Linked DNA regions of Hordeum vulgare: region 1 is linked to region 2. The links are chromatin contacts, called in public Hi-C maps. All regions are on one chromosome and are shown on one strand. Each heading gives the region's core, a stretch centred on a gene start, on an enhancer-like site or on the middle of the called end of the contact. The rest is flanking DNA. Distances are from core to core; before and after follow the strand shown. Region 1 has its middle 20 kb from the start of LOC123447729. Region 2 holds the start of LOC123447725 (iron-sulfur protein NUBPL).

Region 1 (5,518 bases), core at 2,502-5,001, 100 kb before region 2:
ACTGGGCAGTGGCTGGGGCACCGTCGGGAGTAGGAAGATACTTGCATAGGTCTCCTACCACTCGAGTAGAAGCTCCACTTGCCCGCTTAGAATTTGGAGAATAAACCAGTGACAGATTTCAGGAGCATATATACCCCATAGCCAAAACGAATTTCCGCTGGGTTAAGCTATTATTTGTATCGATATATATGTCCCGTCTGATTTCATGGGAAGCATGAACAATGGTTTCCAAAAATTAGTGCTACTTGTTATATGTACACTATATGTGTGTGTACACGATGTTTTTCAATGAGAATGGACAGTTTTCAGTGGAGTCTATGTATAGAGCATTAATCTAGTCTGATGTGCGAGTTGATAATAATAAAAAGATCTGAAAGATGAAGAAACCGCTTAAGAATAAAATGTTTGCATGGTATCTTCGTCGCGGAGTCATTCTTACGAAAGGTAACCTTATTAAAAGGACTTGGCATGGAAGTCCGCAATGTGTTTTTTGTCATCATGATGAGACAATAAACCATTTATTCTTCCAATGCAAATTGGCTATTTTTATATGATCAGTCATCCAAATACCTTCTGGCTTGCATCCTTCTTGTAGTGTTGCTAATGTATTTGGCAAATGGCTACATGGCATTGATCACACGTTTAGAACCCTTCTTAGGGTGGGAGCGCTTGCCATTATTTGGTCGCTTTGACTATGTAGAAATGATAAGATTTTTAGCGATAAAAGTATTTCTCCTATACAGGTTATTTACAAATGTACCAGGACTCTTCGTTTATGGTCCTCTCTACAATGCATGAAGAATCAAGACCTATTTACGAAGGTGTGTACACGATTGGAGGCTACGGCGAGGGATACTTTTATCCAACATGGGTGGCAGCATGATCTTAGGATTTGCCCCCCTACGCTTTAGGCGTTATACAGACTATGCATGTCTCAATATATTTCGTTCCGTTTGATTAAGAGGACATTATTTGGCTGTGTGCATCTTAGTTATGCAGAGGTCGGATGTAACGCTTACTTTAAGTAATAAAACACCCTTTTTAGAAAAAAAATGTGTGTGTACGTTTTAGGATTAGTTTTTGTGACATGAAATTTACTTGATTTCAGTTTAATGCAATATTCCTGGAAGATTTAGTTAGCTAGCATGATAAATCAATTTCCTTGTTTCAACCCCGCTACCAGAAAATGGTTCTACACCGAGTGTTACGCTCTTTGCCGAACACCTTACCTCAGGCACTCAGGAAAAACGACCTTTGCCGCATACCTGTGGAAAAATGAACACAAACACTCGGCAAAGAAGGACCTTTGCCAAGTATGGGCCGAAAAACAATTGGCAAAAAGGTAAACATTTGGCAAAAAGATAACACTAGAAAAATATCAAGGCCAACGCTCGTAAAAAATGTTACACTTGCTATCAACAATATGTTAGGCTTCATCGACAATTAAAAGTAACCAGCAGCTCCTTTCTATAGTCGTATGCTTCAAACAAAGTAAAATTTCAAAGGAAATTCGGCTTTGCCAAGCACACAAAGAATTAAATTATAAGAAAAAATGAGGACACATGGGAATTCGATCTCCCGCACGCAAAGCTATTTTTTGCTTCTAGTTTCAATCTTTGCATGCTGAAAATTAGGATCCATATGTAACAATGAGCTGTAGAGGGAACAATGACAAGTGTGGTCCAGGGGTATTTTAGTCACTTCAACCCCTGTCTATGGCCTTTGACCGGACGATAATAGTGTTGAGTGACATTTAGCACACACTCAACATAAAGATGACATTTTTAAGTAGTTGAAATTTCTAGTGGCAAAATTAAGTAGCATGACAAAACTAATGTAAAACTTATAAAATCCCAAAAAATGGATCCTAAAGGACACCCATTTGCACCCGGACAAAGAATGTACTCCTCGTGCACTCACCTATTTTGGCTCACCTAAGAATTGCTATAAAATTGTGAAAATTCTAAACAGAAATATTAACCTTTCTCTATTATGTCATAATGTTTAAAATCCAAAATTCAGTTTCTAGCATGAGAAGCAAAGTCAAATCCAACACTAATGTTGTTAAATAGGCTAAATTCAGTGCCAATAATGAGTCGAATTCACCACCAAAATTTGATTGTTCACTATTCACAATCAAAACTAAATTTCCTTTATTTTTCTGACATGATCCCATATATATGTTGTTGTGTATATCACTGCTTGTTTCTATTCCCTTCGATTGTACTAAATCAAATAAAATTAATATAGGTCGAAGGGAGTACCATATTTTAGGTGAAATTTTGAAAGATAGTAATGCCGGGAGTCAGGTACGGAAGAGTGGGAGTATCGGATACTTTGAGAAGACAACGAGAAAGATCAGGGATTCCGGAGTGATGAAGCGATTAACAATTCAGCTCGTGGTTCATGTGTGCATGCATATGCCTTAGTTAAGCCAAAAAGCGCATGAGCTTTAATTATCATACATGATCGTTGCCACACACGTACATACCTGTGTTCACAAATAGCAAGTAGGAGTAAAATATTTAGACTACCAATAGCGGGGGAGTAACTTTGACAAGTAACTACTTATTATCCTTCAAAAATAAGAAGCAAGTAAACTACTTTAGCTTTATTAACTAGCACTTACTACAGGGAAGTGCCGTTTTGGCTCTTGGGAGCATATGCTCCTGAATGAATAACAAATTCAAAATAAGTAGTAAATGAATTTTTAAAATTTCTGTCTTTTTAGATGTTCATGTTAGTGAAACAAGTGTGATTGATAACTTTTATGCAAAACGAAATTTAAGCGTAACATTTGGAAGTACCATTTGTTGTCCGGCTTGTTTATTTTACAGGTCAAATTGCTTAAACATTTCTCCTAAAAATTTAGAGGTAGCATTTTGGTGCGATAATGAACCCATCTATTTTTTCCGACTTTTGCAAAATATATTTTGTGCGCACATGAACATATGCTCCCTAGAGCCAAATTGGATTTCCAAACATTCTACCCTCTAAAATCCCGCCATCTCTTACGGCGATGAGATTAGGATTTCTTGTGGTTGTGCATGATGGCAAGATTTGATATCAGTTACTTTAGATCTATTTAAGGGTTCAACTCCAACGACTGTGACTTCAGGGCGTTGGTCATTTGGGCAACGTGTACAAAAACTTTTCGGTTGCCATAGACAAGGTCAAGCTGTTTTTGCTAAGTGAGCTACGTCAGAGGCGCATTAGCAGCTCGTTCCGACGTTGATAATGATTACTCGGTGCTCTAGAGAGCTCGATGAGTTTTCATGAAGTTTGAGGTGCTTTGTACTCCCTTGGTCCAAAAATACATGTCATGAAAATGTATGTATCTAGATGTATTCTAGTTTTAGATACAATTATTTTTATCTGTTTGTACGACAAGTAATTCCGGACGAAGGAAATAATGTTTATGGTAGATCTGGATTTTCTTTAAAAAAATTCTATCGTGTTAGAAGAAGAAAAAAAACATCAAGCTTGGAAACGAGTTGGAGCATGCAAGAAGTTGCTATCCTGATGCACACACACAAGCATGCATGTACCACGGCTTTGCAGCGGCTACTTTAGGCGCGGAAGGGTCAAACAAGCTTGGTGAGACTCATGATGAAACAAGAGTCAACAGACCACCCGAGCGAGCTAAAGCCGTTGGGACGTGCCTGCTTGATGTCGACGTAAACACTAGACTTGGACCCGATCTCGTCAAGGGCAGCGCAATCGTTCAGCCGTCCGCCGATCCAATGTATGGCTGGTGTAAGGAGAACTTTTTATCTACTCGTTTCCCCACGAGTAGTGTCTGGTGCGTGTGTGCACAAGTACTCTCTTCGTTTTTATTTATTTTATTACATATTAGGTTTGTATAAAGTTAAACCTTAAATACTTTTAATAATATACACCATTAAATCAATATTATTGGATTCATCATAGCATATATTTTCACAACATATTTTTTTAAAATAAAGCAAAAGAATTGCCAGTTTTTATAAATTAAGAAGAAGATTTAGACAAGCAAAAATAAAAGAGTACTCTGACGACATAAGTGCACTCAGATATTTAGCTCCCGCCAACGCCCAGAGGCGGGCCTCCTCTTTGTGTTGCAAAAATAATTGTGGTCGGTGAAGCCGTGTTGCGAAAGACTCTTATTTTCACATCATATAATTTATACTGTAAATGTTTATATAGTTTCTACAAACTTGATCAAATTTTACAAAATTTGGTTTCAGTCAAAGCTAATACCTGAAGTAAATAGAAACGGAGCAAGTTTGTACTTTGGGAAATGGCGAGGAGATGGCTTTCGTCGCTAAAGCAATTGGTGAGACGATGACGTGGGCCTTCCTGAGATCCGTCCCAAGTCTCGTCATTACGTCATGCGGCATTTTGTTCCCAGCTTCTGTTGTTTCATCATGAGCTTCAGTATGTTTTTTGACCATTGATCATGCAAGTTAGCTTTGCAAGCTGGGACACGTTTTGTTTCAGCCGCCTCGCAACTTCTTGCATTGCATGCTAGTATAAATTTTCAAGAGATTCCTGATACTTAGTGCATGCATGCACACGTTAGGTTCGAGCTGAATTGTTAATCATTTACATTGGCATCTCGGAATGGAATCTCAGTCTTTCGGCCGATACAGTGCTAGATAACTGGCAATGCGCGTGCACATCTATTTCGGTACGTGCACATCTATTGCACTACTGCTGCCTTGCGCAAAAATGCATGAGAAAATATAGCACTTAAGGTTTTGACTACTTGCCAATTCTCCATCTCTGCACGTTTCCTTCGCCGCCTTTTCAAAAGCCATCGGATCTTTCATCGGTTAGAATGTGAATTTCTAGGGTATTCTCGAGGAAAAACAATGGCTAGAACTTCAATAATGTCAAATTTTGGAGTACATATTTCGTCTGATCCTACATTACATACCAATATAAATTAATCCACACAATTTGTAAATGTAGTTAAATACGACAAGAAAACTTAGAAGATCAATAGCATAAGAGTATTATTAGTGATCCGTTGGCTCATGAAACACTTTAACAACGCCTTATATGCAACCCAACGACTGCACGAAGTTACATGCATCCACCTCTGAAACAGCCTCCAAGACTTAAGTATTAGAGGCGGTTTCCCATTCAAAATCACCTCCTACATTTTTCGAACCATATGTAGGAGAACTGCATATGATCATAATAGAAAGAGCGACACACAAAGTTCAGGGTATAAGTTCAAGTCGACCCAGAGGCGACCAACAACAAAAATGCACAAATGACTGAAGAATGCAACACCAGAGACGAACACTCAAGGAGCAATACCACCCAAAAGAATATCCAAACTTAGCTAAACAAGGACTCAAAGCAGCTAGCTGCAGCCTCGTACCAGCAAAAAACAGCACTCTTGATCTGAGTCACCACACGGCCCAGCTCCTTGGCCTTGCCCACGAAGACACGAATTATTCCGCTCCTTCCAGATGGACTAATAAGCGAACAATGAGACCAGGCTATTCAGCTTCCTGATCTCAGCATG
Region 2 (5,784 bases), core at 1,866-4,365:
TGGGTCGCCCGCGGACGAAAATCGAACGCGTGTCCGTTTGGGTTGGCGTGTTGGGCCGTCTTTTATGTCCACATCGACCCAAATGAATGACGGCGGACAAAATGAATCGCCCCATTGAAGTTGCTCTTAGGGATGTACTTTCTCGATTGTAAAATAAATCTCGTAAATTTAATGCTAAAGCTGTACAAATATAGTATTACAGTTGCGGCGCCGGGAATTAGCTACGGTCCAAAGTGTTGGAAATATACCCTAGAGGCAATAATAAAATGGTTATTATCATATTTCCTTGTTCATGATGATCGTCTATCGTTCATGCTATAATTGTATTAACAGAAAACAGTAATACATGTGTGAATGAATAGATCACAATGTGTCCCTAGCAAGCCTCTAGTTGGCTAGCTCGTTAGTCAATAGATGATCATGGTTTCCTGATCATGGGCATTAGATGTCGTTGATAACGGGATCACATCATTGGGAGAATGATGTGATGGACAAGACCCAATCCTAAGCCTAGCACTAGATCGTATTGTTCGTATGCTAATGCTTTTCTAATGTCAAGTATCTTTTCCTTCGACCGTGAGATTATGCAACTCCCGGATACCGTAGGAGTGCTTTGGGTGTATCAAACGTCACAACGTAACTGGATGACTATAAAGGTGCACTACGGGTACCTCCGAAAGTGTCCGTTGGGTTGGCACGAATCGAGATCGGGATTTGTCACTCCGTGTGACGGAGAGGTATCTCTGGGCCCACTCGATAGAACATCATCATGAGCTCAATTTGACTAAGGAGTTAGTCACACGATGACGTGCTACGGAACGAGTAAAGAGACTTACCGGTAACGAGATTGAACAAGGTATAGGTATACCGACGATCGAATCTCGGGCAAGTTCTATACCGACAAACAAAGGGAATCATATACGGGATTGATTGAATCCTTGGCATCGTGGTTCATCCGATGAGATCATCGTGGAGCTAGTGGGATCCACCATGGGTATCCAGACCCCGCTGATGGTTATTGGCCACAGAGGTGTCTCGGTCATGTCTGCCTGTCTCCCGAACCCGTAGGGTCTACACACTTAAGGTTCGATGACGCTAGGGTTATAGGGAATTGTTGTACGAGGTTACCGAAAGTTGTTCGGAGTCCCGGATGAGATCCCGGACGTCACGAGGAGCTCCGGAATGGTCCGGAGGTAAAGATTGATATATAGGACGGATGGTTTTGGACACCGGAATTGTTTCGGGCGTCACCGGTAACGTCCCGGGACCACCGGGACCACCGGAGGTGGTCCCGGGGAACCACCGAAGGGGGGCAACGACCCCAAGAGGCTAGATGGGCTAAGTGCGGGAGGGAACCAGCCCCTAGGTGGGCTGGTGCGCCTCCCACACCCAGCCCAATGTGCAAGTGGTGGGGAGAGGGGGCAACCCTACGCGCAGGTGGGCCTTAGGCCCACCAGGTGGTGCGCCACACCTCTCCCACCCTAGCCGCCGCCCCCCTCTCCCATCTGGTGGCCGCCGGTCCCTAGGGAGGGAACCCTAGGGGTGGCGCAGCCCTTCCCCCTCCTCCTATAAATAGATAAGGACTCGGGGCTGTTGGAGACACGGTTTAATCTCTCTCTCGGCGCAGCCCTGCTCCTCTCCCTCCTCCTCTCTGCCGGCGCTTGGCGAAGCCGTGCCAGGAGACCTCGTCTCTCCACCGACACCACGCCGTCGTGTTGCTGGACTTCTTCCCCAACCTCTCCCTCCTCCTTGCTGGATCAAGGTGCGGGAGACGTCACCGGGCTGCACGTGTGTTGAACGCGGAGGTGCCGTTGTTCGGCACTAGATCGGAATCGCCGCGAGTACGACTCCATCAACCGCGTTCTAGCAACGCTTCCGCTTAGCGATCTTCAAAGGTACGAAGATGCTCTTACCCCTCTCTCGTTGCTGGTCTCTCCATAGAAAGATCTGAACATGCGTAGGAAATTTTTTGAATTTATGCTACGTTACCCAACACAAAGCTCCAATACAATGCTACCTCGAAACGCGCACACATACATTTCGGTACGTGCGCGTCGGAAATGCATGAAAAGTGATCGCATTAAGGCCCTGTTTGGAACCACCCAGATTATATAATTCAGTTTTTATAATCTATTCTGTCTCCAAACAGGACAACTTATGGTGTAGATTATAAAAACTAGATGGATAGATTATTAAAAACTCATAATCTACTCTATACCAGCTAAAATCAGATTATGGATTGCTAATGACTCATTAGCCTTGTAAAGTTGGAGATAATTACATTCCTACCACCGCCACCCTCCTCTTTTTAAAAAAAAACAGAGGACAGACAGGTCATTATGCAATGTAAAACCTGAATTACAGTTTATATAATCTGGCCTTCAAACATGTCCACCTAGATTATGTTTATAAACCAGATTATATATCTATCTTCATAATTCAGATTATCATAATCTATTATGATTCCAAACAGGGCCTAACGGTGTTAACTGCTTCTTTCGCTAATTTGCCATATCTCTGCACACGCTCTTTACTAAAGCTATCGAATACTTTCTTCAATGAGAAAAAGGTGAATGTGTAGGAAACACATGCTTTGATTCTCCATGAGAATTGCAGCAAATTTGTGCTAGTTTTTCATCCATATAACTAGTTAGAGGGTGCCTCTCACAAAGTTCACTTTCACTCCCACTCGTGTTGACAAATGACGCACTTGTTTGTATGACACTTGTTGTTGCGTGTGTGTTTTATGTTTTTTTTCATCCATTCATCTATCAATACGTTTTATATTTAGAATCGTGCGTTCAAATCACAAGCTGTATTCATTTTTGTGTTTTTCACGTCGAGAACTTTAAATCTAGATCCCATATTAATAGGTTTAGACAGAATTTTTTTCCTAAAAAAACTTGAAAACCCGGAAATAGAAAAACTGGAAACAGAAAAAAAAAATCAAAACTAAAAAAACGAAAACCAGAAAAAACAACCGGAAACGGAGAAACCGGAAGCACGACTGTGAAATTATGTGCCCGCGGCCTGGCCCACGAGGATCGGCCCATATGGCCCAAGCCGCGGGTCCCTCACCCTCAGCCCTCCAAGTCCAACCCACGAAACAGCCCTCCTCCGTCACTGCCGCCGCCGCCTCCTGGAAGGTCGCCGCCGTCAACCTCCACCGGATCCCCTCTGAAGCCGCTGGACTCCTCGTCCCACGTCAACCCAGCCAATCCGCGACCTCTCCCGCCCACCACCAGTCTCCCCCTGGCCCCGCCCACCACGCCGTCCCAGTAAGACTGAAGGGGAAAAAGAAGAACATACGTTCTCTCTCCGGCGGGCCTATTTCTTCCCGATGCTCCGGATCGCCTCTCGCTCGGTGAGACCACAGATCTTCTCCTACAGCTGCCAAATTATTGAATTTTCCCACAAGTGGCCGCTGCAAATTTGCGCCCATTTCATGCCCGTTCCACCGAAATGCTTTCTCGAAATGTGCTCATGGTCCTGCTTTTTTACAGGGTTTGCTTGGTGGCAGGAGATGCTACAGCGCCGCCGCGAAGGGCGGGCTCTCAATCACTGGCGTCAGTGACATTATTGCTGTCGCCTCGGGGAAAGGCGGCGTCGGCAAGTCCACCACTGCAGGTTCTAATCTGGTCTCTTCTTTTCAAATTTGTTAGTGGCAGTGCAGAGAGTTGTAAGGTACTGTATATTGGAATATGCATTAGGATTGTAGAGTTTGTATATACTTTCTAAAAGGAAAAGGAAAACTGTAAATTCGCATGGAAGTAGAAATGATGCCAAACTAAGATATGCCCATTAACTATCATGACGTAGAATTTGATTCTGAATAAGGCGTTCAACTAATGTTCTGTTCTGGAGAGGGCCTGGGGCAGCTAGATGCCAAGTGATATAGGTGCATAATCTCTCTTTGCTTTTCATCCAAACTATCATGAACCAAACTTATACTGAATCGAGAAGAACCACTTATGATGCTCCATCACATTCCCCTTATATCTGGTACTTGCTCCATAACATTCCCCTTATATCTGGTACCTTTTTTGTTGCAGTTAACATTGCTGTAGCACTTGCGAAGGAGTTTAAGCTCAAGGTTGGTTTGCTAGATGCTGATATATATGGGCCATCCATTCCCACAATGATGCATCTGCATGAAAAGCCTGAAGTAAGTGAAGGTATCACTATCAGCTGTACCTCTCTCAGCATATGCGTATATGCCATACAAACATGTTATAATTTTTGCATAAAAATTTAAATCTACAATAACTGGCTAATTTTTTTTATTGTTGTGAGTTACGAGGTTTTCCTTGTTGTCTTGGTACTGCTACATATTCTAAGATCCTAACAGATAGATATTATTGTTTCCCCACATTTTTTATGCATGGTACAATTTTGGATTTATATTTGAATAATCTTGGTTTCGACACAAATTTATGGTAGTAAAATACAATCCACATTTTGTGCAGAAAGACCTGAAGAGAACTCCCTATTACAAACATTGTGATTATTCATTGCGAATTGATATCTGTTCTAAGTTCTGAATGAAGCAGTAAAATCTGTTGGTCTATGCCTATTAAAATATGGAGGATTACTTGGAACAATGTAATTATCCGTTTGAAATCGGTTCCCATTATCATCAGGCAAATAACGCCCAGGCATGCCAATATTTTCCTTCAGTTTGCATATGGATAATGCTTGCTACTTTCATTTGAGTATGTGAGCATGTTGGCCATATCAGTGTTTTGAGGTCAGTTGAAGGCTTCAAGCTTATGGTGACTCACCCTTTTAATCAAATCAATCTGACAAACTGTAACTTCAGGGCCTCAGGCAGTCACAATCTGCGGCAAAACATATTGTGTTTATCACGATTTTAACGTTGCACTACATGAGCTGAGTTGAATAGAGCTATTCGGGCATATAATTCTGTGCGAGTCTTCAAGTACTAATTAACGTGTGAACTGTGATGCTCGGCAGCTTAGCCTTTTATTATCACCACATTGTCACTAATAATTTTGTGGATACTGATTTACCTAAACTACCAGAATTCTGAACTTCATTGCTAATTATTTACCTGCTCCTTTGCTTATGTTTGCCACATCTCTGTTGGTTGACTGTGACTTCCTCTCTCTCTGTAGACATGAAGATGATTCCAGTTGAGAACCATGGAGTGCGATGTATGTCCATCGGGTTTCTTGTAGACAAAGATGCACCAATCGTTTGGAGAGGTCCTATGGTTTGTTTTTGCTTGTGTTTCCATTAACTTCTTGTTTCAGATTTCTGGAAAACATTCCTGCCCTGTTGTCGTACTTAATAAATACAAAAAATAGGTGAATCACTAGAAACATGCATATTACTGCACAATTACGCCAGTGGAAACAGGAAGCATGTCAGAATTGTTTGTGCCTGGTTTGAAGTTATTTGTCATTACCACTATTAAGTTTTACATTGTACTACTTTATTTAGGATTCATAGTAGTAGCAAGGGATGAATTGGTATTTGATATCTTTTTGATCACATGGAATCCCCTAACACCTAACAAGTCTTGCTATCAGGTAATGAGTGCTCTTGAGAAGATGACAAGGGGAGTAGCCTGGGGTAATCTGGATGTTCTTGTTGTTGATATGCCCCCCGGCACTGGTGATGCTCAACTATCAATGTCCCAAAGGCTTCGGTTATCTGGTATTTACAAGTCTGTTCTATGAAGATTCAACACTAATGCGTGCATTTTTCTAAGCATTCGTTTACATGTGGTTTCTGCAGGTGCTTTAATTGTTTCTACTCCTC

What was found. Hi-C and Micro-C count contacts between places; a contact is called where the count stands out from the background.
Region 1: a Hi-C map of leaf shows a contact between it and region 2, with 3 times the contacts expected there. The contact joins the enhancer-like site here to the promoter of LOC123447725 in region 2. A contact is called at or near these places in 3 of 6 Hi-C or Micro-C datasets (leaf and seedling) and 1 of 1 datasets of contacts at active chromatin or transcription factors (embryo).

Annotation. Positions count from the first base shown.
Region 1 is chr4H:32,337,699-32,343,216 of MorexV3_pseudomolecules_assembly, reverse strand. No RefSeq gene overlaps it. Among protein-coding and RNA genes, the nearest start is that of LOC123447729, 20 kb to the left of the region's middle. Within about 2 kb of position 3,751, at least 1 of the 3 cell types and tissues checked has open chromatin away from gene starts, as enhancers often do. A contact at or near this core is called in leaf, where this site is marked.
Region 2 is chr4H:32,232,382-32,238,165 of MorexV3_pseudomolecules_assembly, reverse strand. It overlaps LOC123447725 (iron-sulfur protein NUBPL), which reads left to right and starts at 3,115. Exons shown (of 8, transcript XM_045124366.1): 1 at 3,115-3,364; 2 at 3,504-3,627; 3 at 4,053-4,175; 4 at 5,136-5,233; 5 at 5,553-5,679; 6 at 5,761-5,784. The coding sequence starts at 3,341.